Regions from separate parts of the Hordeum vulgare genome. Here region 1 is linked to region 2. A link is a contact called in public Hi-C data. All regions are on one chromosome and are shown on one strand. The core of a region is the stretch at or near the end of the contact, and the rest is flanking DNA. Distances in the headings are between cores, read along the strand shown. Region 1 has its middle 63 kb from the start of LOC123401370. Region 2 overlaps LOC123402876 (3-isopropylmalate dehydratase small subunit 1-like).

Region 1 (4,445 bases), core at 1,283-3,782, 470 kb before region 2:
TTCTTTCATGTTTCTTTTTTCTGAAACGGAGGTTTCAGAAATTGTTAGCATTTTATATCAAGCTGTTTGCAAATGTAAAAAATTGTTCGCATTTCAACAAAAAATGTTCGGGAAATTCAAAATTGTACAGATTTTTCTAAATCCATTTTTCTTCGAAAATCTTTGCAATTTCTAAAATTATAAACATATTAAAAAAGAATTCAATTTTTGAAATAAGTTCCACTTTTCAAAAAGTGCATAAATTCAAAATCTATTGTTAGCAGGTTCAAAAATCGTTCGAGTTTGAGTTTGTGAGAAATTTTAAATTGGGCATATTTTTTGACATTGTGAACAATTCTTGATAAACCCAAACATTTATGAAAATTAGAACATGTTATGAATTTATGAACCAAAATTTTAAAATCCAAACAATTGTTACAAAAACTCGAATTTTTGGGAAAACCCAAACAATTTCTAAATGCATTTTTAAAAATTTATGAAAAAAAAACTGAAATACCCGAACAGTTCTTGAAATACATGAACATTTCTTGAAAAATTTGATTCTTTCTGAAAGTTCGACCATTTTTCGAATTTATGACAAAACACAAACATATTTTGTATTTTTAAAATTTTAAAACTGATGTACTTTTTAGAAACCCGCAAGCGCTTGGGCTGGACCGAGAAGTGCCCGACGAGAGTGATGCCTTTGCCTAGTTGCGCCAAGGCTAGAGTTTTTTTTTCTTTTCTATCTCTTCTTCTTTTGTTAATTCATTTTGCTCCATTTTGAATTTTACTATTTTTAAAGTTGATGTACTTTATAAAAACCCGCAAGCGCTCGAGCTGGACCGACAAGTGCCCGACGAGAGTGATGCCTTCGCCTAGTTGCGTCAAGGCTTGAGCATTTTTTTCTTTTCTATCTCTTCTTCTTTTGTTAATTCATTTTGTTCCTTTTTGAATTTTATTATTCTTTTCGAAATCAGTTAAAAACTTTGAATTTTTGTCTGAAATATTGAATTATGATTTTTAATTGTTTTTTATTCAAATATTCATTACTTATGTTTGTTTTAAGTATCTGTTTGAATTATAATATCAAATATGTTTTCCTTCAAACCGGACATGGATGCCTACAATGTACATGCCCACCTTTTAGCTAAAGTTGGGGTCTTTAAAAATATCCCAAAAAACACCGTGTTCAACATATGGTGTCCAGGTAGGCAAGAATACTCCGTTTGAGAGCACATTGGTTCTCGACATCCATCAAATGAACCAATTTATTTTCATTATTGTCAGGTCATTGGAATTTCCTGTCCCCAAGCAGTTGATAAGTGATCGATGCTTCCTTTATTGTGTTTTCTTTCATATGTGCGTGTGATGGTGTGTTGGACTAGGGGATACTCATCATGTCCTCTCCCCGGTCAGGAGGGCCGAGCCAAGGAACTCCGTGGTGGTTTCATCCTGGGCTGTTCGCGACTCATCTAAGAAAGATGCCACAAGACTTGACATACAAGACAATGCAAGGACTCCTCTCGACCGATGTAGCCGACTAGGACTTATATTATCCCATGCCTCGAGTACATTATATAAACCGAGGCTAGGCTAGTCCATACGTGATCTCATATTGAGACAGATTCATACACATACGATATCGAGGTAGATCAACATGTATTATGTACCCCATCCACCTTAACTTCTTAAGTAATAAAGCGTCCCTTTTCGAAAAAATGTACCCCAACCACAATCAATAGAACAAAGAAGGATGTAGGTTTTTACCTTTTCGAGAGAGCTTGAACCCGGGTAAACATCGTGTCCCTTCTCTGTCTTATCACCATTGTACCAAGATCACTAGTTAGGCCCCCCTAGCTGAGATCCGCATGATTTAACTCCGACAACGTGCCCACCCCTCAGGGGAAGGGCTCCACATTGCCTGGCGTGACCCTGCTCTACTCGTTTCCCGATGTAGGCTACCTATCTCCTTCCCGCTCTAGCCAAACACAGGAAGCCCCCGAGCACGACACATGTTCGGAGTTCCCCAGGGGAGGGGGGGGGGGTCATAGAGAGGTAGACATACTTATGGGCGGCGTTGGTGCTTATTAGTTGATCGAGCAGGAGGCACGACTCCTCGCCCGAGAGGAGGCTGAGATTTCCTATTATGCGCCTTTAGCGCCTCTGAAGACAACTGGTGCTCAATGTATCGTCGTGTGGGCCGGACCACGAACTAGATCACTTGGCTCCCTTGGGTAGCCCTAGGCATTGGTTTGATTTACTTTTTTGGGATTTGGTTTGATTTGTTGACGCAACCATGCTAACGAGTGATTGACCCGTTGATTTTAAACGTTTCTTTCACAAATTTGATTTTTTTTGTATTTAAAAAAGTTAACGAATTCAAATTAAAAAGAAAATAAAAAAATTTCCTAATACGCCTAAAAAAACGCAGAAATTCCTATTTTTCCTCAAAAAGAGAAAAAAGCAAAAGTGGCTAATAGGATCTGGGCTGAGTGCTCGTGTGTCCTCACATTGTTTTTTTGTAGGCCCAGACTGGAGCGTGGGCCGCCACCTTCGGCCTTGCCCGCTGAGAAAGAAGAAGAGGATAACCCACGCTGTGCAGAGAGCAGAGGAGAGGGGACGGGAGCGGCGGAGCGGAGCGGCGGCTTCCTTCCTTGTCTCCCAAGCCCCCTCACGCGAATCCATCTTCTTCTTCTTCTTCCTCTTCCTCCACATTGCGGCGTAATTCAGGCTTGAGCACGAGGCGGCGAGGTTTTGCTGCTTCCTCCCGTCGCCGGCCGGCTTGATCCGCGTCCCTTTTGCTTTTCTCCCCTATCGGATTCCTTCGCCGGCTCATCTCCTTGCCGTGCAGGGCTACCTACCCGTGCTGCTACTTGCTCCGCCTCCGGGTCCGGGGTTGCTCCCTCTCTCCGTCTTATTCCTCGGTGCTCCAAGCCGCTCTTGATCTGTTCGACGAATTGCCGGTGAGCTCACCTTCCCCTTTCCCAACTCCATGATGACTACGTAGTACGTATTCCTTCCTGCGACCACTTGCCTCGACTCGACTCTAGGGTTTGCTCCGTCTGTCTGTGCTTGTGCTTGGAAGGCGGTGGCGCAGGCGGGCTTGGAGGGCAGCAAGGCGCCCAAGCCGAGGTGACCACGGAGCGCCTCGAGGGAGCGGCAGTGCTTGCCGCAGCGAGGCTCATGGTGGAGCACATGCGGTTGAGCACCTTGAGCTGCCCGCCGACCGGGTGTCCGTTGGGTGCCGCAGACCAACTCTGCTCGGGGCACGTGTTTTTCTTATCTGGGTTCTCACTGGTGTGCTTTTGCCGTGCAGGGATACCGGTGCTCCTGCTTGCTCATTCACCCACTTGTCTTCTTGCTCAACACAGGTGACCGACTAAGTTTTTCACTGCACATGTACTGTTTGATGAAATGCCCGTGAGTTAACGTGTGTTTCTTCGTTGCCCTGTTTCCTAGGTAGCTTACGTCCTGTCACAACCTCTGACCTTTGGATATCAGTATCACCACCTTTTTCGAGACCGTGACTCAATATTCAGGTGCACTTTGCTGCACCTACTTGATTGTGTAGCTGTGTGTATGCGCGCGCGCTCGCGTGTATGTGTTCGGCACGTGATTTACTTACTCTTTACAATGGTTCCGTTCCCTTTGCTTTCCAGGGCCTTTTTGCCGGCTGATCCTTCATCTTGGCCTGCTGTGGAGTCCTTCAGCTGCTGCTGCTGCTGGTGCTGCTTGAAGCTTGATCATTCTGTGAGTTGCTTTTCCTAAATTCAGATGGTCGACGACGCCCTTCTTCCCTTGACGAGCATGTCAATGGTCGATGAAATGACCGTAATCTAACGTGTTTGTTTTTCTTCACCTCGTCTCCGTTGTAGCTTACCTCCATGAAATGCTCGTGAGCTATGTGTTAACCTTCCCTTTTGCGAGACCGTGACTTGCAGTCTTGCATACTCAACTTCCTTCTGTGTAAGTTATTCCGCATGTGATTTTCTCTTTGCAACGATTTCCTTTGCTCTTCAGAATTGCGAGGATCTTGCTGTCTTCTCCTCTGTGCTTGTACTTACTCAACTGCTATTTTTCTTGGCATTGTTTCACCTATCCAGTTCTTCTGTTGGATGATCCCTTTTCTTGTCTTATCGTGCAGGGCTAAGGTGCTCCTTTAACTCTAAGATTGGTATCTTGCGCTTCTTCCTCTTTCGCTAGACAGTGACTCGATATTCAGGTGGGCTATCTTCGCTCCGTGCTGTCCCTACTTGCTTGTGTGTATGTGTTCGGCACGTGACTTACTTTTTGTAATGGTTTCCTTTGCTTTCCAGGGCTGCAAGGATCCCAAGGCTTGCTTTTTAATTTTTCTGGTGTGCTTGCTCGGCTGCCTCAAGGTGTAAGTCCTCCCTTTTCTGACTGGTTTGTCTTTCGGGCAAGGATTGTTTATTGATTCCTCTTGCCTCGTTCCGGATTCTTCA
Region 2 (4,506 bases), core at 1,547-4,046:
AGTCGATTAGTCATGCCCTGGTTACAAGCATTTTGAGCTGTAGCAAGTCTTGGAAGAGCTGGAGGATCTTCTCTCGTCTTGTTTTCAAAATAAAAATGTTTTGGTAGTACACTAGTGAATTTGATGCTGTATACCTGTTATTAACTCATGCCGGATGTGATGTTTTGGGACCCTATGATCCAGTACGGCTCTCATTTCTAGGTTAGTTGGAAGACTGTACATTGGCTCTAGACTACTTGATAATGTATTTTGGAAACTATCAAGTCATTTCCAAGGATTATTGATATTTCAAACTCAAAACAGGATTTATGCAAAAATAAACCCCATAAGCCTACATAGGACATACCCCTAAGCACCTCTGTTATCTCTCCTGGTATCAACTTGTGAGTACATTCAGTTCACTCACTCACCTGCTACGTTTTACGTGCAGAGCAAGATGTGTGAAAAGGAATAATAGGTTAGGGTAGCGAGTCTTCACTTGCGTGTGCTGTGTGGTGTTGATGAACTCTTTTATTTGTGTTGAACTGGCCTCTGGATGGTGTGTCATATAATGTAGTAATTTGGATTTGTGTTTGCGATGTAAAACATGACATGTATTTTCATATTTCATATTCGCAACTGTGCATGCTAGCGATTGATCTAGGCAATAGCACGGTAAACACTGAGACTCGAGATCCTACCCGGTCACCACATATACTAAGGCTCAGTTTGTGGTTGCTGGGCTGTGTTGTGTTGAACTTATTTTATAACATGCTGTTGGAAAATAGGGACAAAACCAGAAAGTTAGTTAGATAATCCAGTCTTCATGAGATTTGTTAGTGTCCTGATGTTCAGAGTTTATTTGACCTGGCTTGAGCAATAACATCAACATCGGCTAGAATTGGTGCAAGATATAGCTTGCGTGAATTGTTAGTTGTATATGAAGTTGCAGGGGTTTGATATCCCACCCAATGTCACAAATTACTCATGAGTCATGATTGTGCTAATAAGGTTGTTGTTTAAATTTGCGTTAACATCACCATTGACTGACTGTTCGGGCAAACATAGATACTTGGTTATTTCTTTGAGCTTTGAACTATCAACTGATTTAGCTGATTGAAGAAACTTCACGTGTATTTCAATTTCATTTAAATCGGCCTGAACTTTCATTTTCTTGATTATAGAAACATGTTTTCGTAGCTAGAATGATAAACATCTGCTGCTGTGTCAGGTATTAATATTATGACAGTAGACACTGAACTGTATCCTCCAGATTTTATGATCAAGTCCTTCCCCATAGTCGTACTATTGTGTATCATATGTGTGTAATGCTAACAATGTGACATTCATCTCCAGGTAAGCTTGATCTGCTGTCAGATTAGTTGAGCGCTTGCGGGTGGCAAGTAAGACTGGTTTATGAATAAGAGTCTTTGCACTTCTCTGGAGGTGTGATTGTCCAGCAGTTTTGCTACTACTTTGACATTGCCTTGTACCAGTAATACTAGGCTCGAGAGTGCTGAACTTTGTTGTAGTGAGTGTTACACCCATGTAATAGTCTTGTTTACACCTGTTATCTTTGATGTCAAGTTAAGTGTACTCCCTGTTAAAAAAAAGTGTAATCAAGCACTAGCTTATGTTTATTGATTGCAGTGGTGGACTGTATTCAGTCACTTTTGGCGTTCCTATTCAGCGAGGAAAGGAAAATCCGCTTTCTTTTGTATTTATGGAAGCGATGGGGAAAATAATAAGTTAATTTTTGTCTTCCTTTTACAGAGAAAGATCATCTGAAATATGCATATGGCCTTGCTTTGGGATAGCACTATCCTGGACTTTATTTCTCCACTGATTCTAAATCACTAAGGCCCTGCTTGCTCTAGCCGTCTTTTCGTATTCGGCCGGTTTCAGATACACGCCTCTAGCGTCTCTTTTCGTATTCGGCCGGTTTCAGATACATGCCTCGTTTTTTTCTCAGTCTATAAATACTTGTAAAATAAATACAGGTGTATAAATTTACATTCATCCCAAGCGGGGCCTAACCTGTGGTGATCTCCCAGGTCGCGCCACAGTGTGTATACAGCGACGAGCTTTCCGGCCGCTGCTGAGCTGTTCTGTGGTGACACTCACAGTCTCGGCACACCGACGTAGCCCATGAAGACGGCACGACCGCCTTCTCTAGTTGACGACGACGGGTCGCGCCACCTGGTGTTGCGTCGCGTCTCCCGCACCGCCCGACCTCAGCTCAGCTCTTGGTTCCCTCTGTCGCCTACCCGCCTCAACTCCGCGGCGCCCGCGTCACGATCCAACAGCGAGGTCTACCCGCATTTGACGGGCGGCGCGCGGTGCCGTTTGACAGATCGCACCGTTTTACCCCGTCGCGGCACCTGTGCGCTCGAGACGTCGATCATACCCCATCACGAACTCAGCGACTCGGCAGCGGAGAGAGCGAGCCTCTGGCCGGGGAGGATCGGGCGTGTGTACGGGGTTGACCGGGTGCAGGCTCTCGCGGCAGCCATCAATGGGCTCGCACCGCGCTGCCGCCTCTGCGCGCCGACGGAAAACGATGGGCATCACACCCCGTATGCTAGCTGCTCGTACGGTAGTACGTACGTCCTATTTCTCCTATCCACATCACGGATTTAAGCCAGTGACCGTCCGTCTTTCCCGTCCCGTCTGGCTCAAGACTTTCTTCAAGCTGCCAGCGGGCAGGCAGCTGACTTTTGCGTTAATGATTTGGTGGGCTCGCGTCTCGTTGCCTCAGTGTCGCTCTCAGGATGGCGATGCCGTTTGTATGCTCCATTTTTTGGTTTATGGAGCAACTTAACCTGTGGCCGGAGAGTGCATGACAACTCTGGCAATGCCAATCATGCAAACAGTGTGCTGTCCCATGGAGGAGAGCGACACGACTTGAAGAGCGGCGCGCCCAGGTCAAACTCCCGCTCCCATTTCGCTGGACTCTCTGTACGGGCAGGGGTCGCCGGCCCGTCTCTGCACTGCACCCGTCTGTTTGACATCGTCCAGCGCCTGGCCGACCCATGATCGTCTCCGGCATAGTGTCAACCCTCCAACTATTCGTAACGAGCGCATTTAATCATCCAGGTAAACCCTGTGCATTCCTGGCCCTGGACTCAAACCGCGGCCACATTCTGTCCGGCGCCTATCCCCTTCGTGGCACTGCTGCTGCGTCATCGTCTTCGTGCCTCCATCCAGCCTCGAACGGCCAACGGCGAACTGATTCGCCGACAAGGTCACTGACTTTTTCAGTTCGCACACGGAAAGAGCGGCAGGGCTTTCAGGATAGGGAAGCTTGGGATGCAGGCAGGCCGCATTCATTGCGGGTTAGCGCTCCGATCATTATCGCTTTGACAATGATGATGATGATGGTGCAGCTTGCGTAGGGTTCGTTTTAGTAGCGGCTTCGGCTGCCGCCTGCCTTTGGTCGGCGTCGACCGGAACGAAGAAACATGGTGTCCAACTGAAGCCGATTCCGTAGCCTTTTTTATGAGCAATCTTACACCTACGGGAGTTTTACGCGAGTTTTACAGGCTGAGCTGAGGTGGAATGTATTGATTGGTGATTAAGATAAAACGGACCCCACTCCAAAAATCAAGGAGAGATTAGTGAGGAGAAAGACCAGTCCGTAAAACTCCTTTAAAAAGTTCCCGTAAGTGTAGCATCTTTGCTTTTTTATTCTACCTCATTCGTGTGCTCATTCTTCAGTGTCAAGTGTGACTACTAAGCAGCATGAAAAATGTGCTGCGCAAAACTCAACATTTTGCGTACCTTACAAGAAAATGTGATCAAAATTTCCTTAGTCTAGATAGATGAATTGTAATGCGATGATTTCATTAGGGGTGCTGGTGCACGTATATATAATACAAGGAAAGACCTTTACCTCAACTATACAAGACTAGGAGGTGGGCCACAACTCTAATACACGTGCAACACAAATACATATTCAACACCCCCTGCAGTCGAAGCATCACTGGAGACACAGAGACTGGACCGAAACTCCTCGAAGACAGGAGCAGGCAATTCCTTAGTCATGACGTCAGCAAACTGTTGTGATGTCGGCACGTGGAGAACACGAACTCGTCCAAGGGCAACCTGCTCGCGCACGAAGTGAATATCAAGCTCAATATGCTTCGTCCGTCGATGGTGCACCGGGTTGGCAGAGAGGTGGACCGCGTTGACGTTATCGCAGTAGACGACGGTGGCCTTGTGAACGTCACAAAGCAACTCCTGTAGCAGCTGCCGTATCCAAGAGCATTCGGCTACGGCATTTGCCACGACGCGATACTCTGCCTCGGCGCTGGAGCGGGAGACCGTGGGTTGCCGCTTCGATGACCAAGAGATCAACGAGGGCCCAAGGTAGACACCGTAGCCTGACGTAGAGCGCCGCGTGTCAGGACAACCAGCCCAATCAGCATCCGAGTAGGCCACGAGGTCGGTGGAGGCGGAGGCCGTCAGGGTAAGTCCCATGGACATGGTAGCGCGTATATAACGGAGAATACGCTTTACCAGAGTCCA

The links. A called contact is a pair of places that touch in the nucleus more often than the background predicts.
Region 1: a contact with region 2 is called in a Hi-C map of leaf, with 7 times the contacts expected there. The contact joins two enhancer-like sites. A contact is called at or near these places in 1 of 6 Hi-C or Micro-C datasets (leaf) and 1 of 1 datasets of contacts at active chromatin or transcription factors (embryo).

Annotation. Positions count from the first base shown.
Region 1 is chr6H:409,075,153-409,079,597 of MorexV3_pseudomolecules_assembly, reverse strand. No RefSeq gene overlaps it. Among protein-coding and RNA genes, the nearest start is that of LOC123401370, 63 kb to the left of the region's middle. Within about 2 kb of position 2,532, at least 2 of the 3 cell types and tissues checked have open chromatin away from gene starts, as enhancers often do. A contact at or near this core is called in leaf, where this site is marked.
Region 2 is chr6H:408,604,626-408,609,131 of MorexV3_pseudomolecules_assembly, reverse strand. LOC123402876 (3-isopropylmalate dehydratase small subunit 1-like) reads left to right here. Exons shown (of 2, transcript XM_045096837.1): 2 at 1,336-1,649. Among protein-coding and RNA genes, the nearest start is that of LOC123402876, 5.6 kb to the left of the region's middle. Within about 2 kb of position 2,796, at least 1 of the 3 cell types and tissues checked has open chromatin away from gene starts, as enhancers often do. A contact at or near this core is called in leaf, where this site is marked.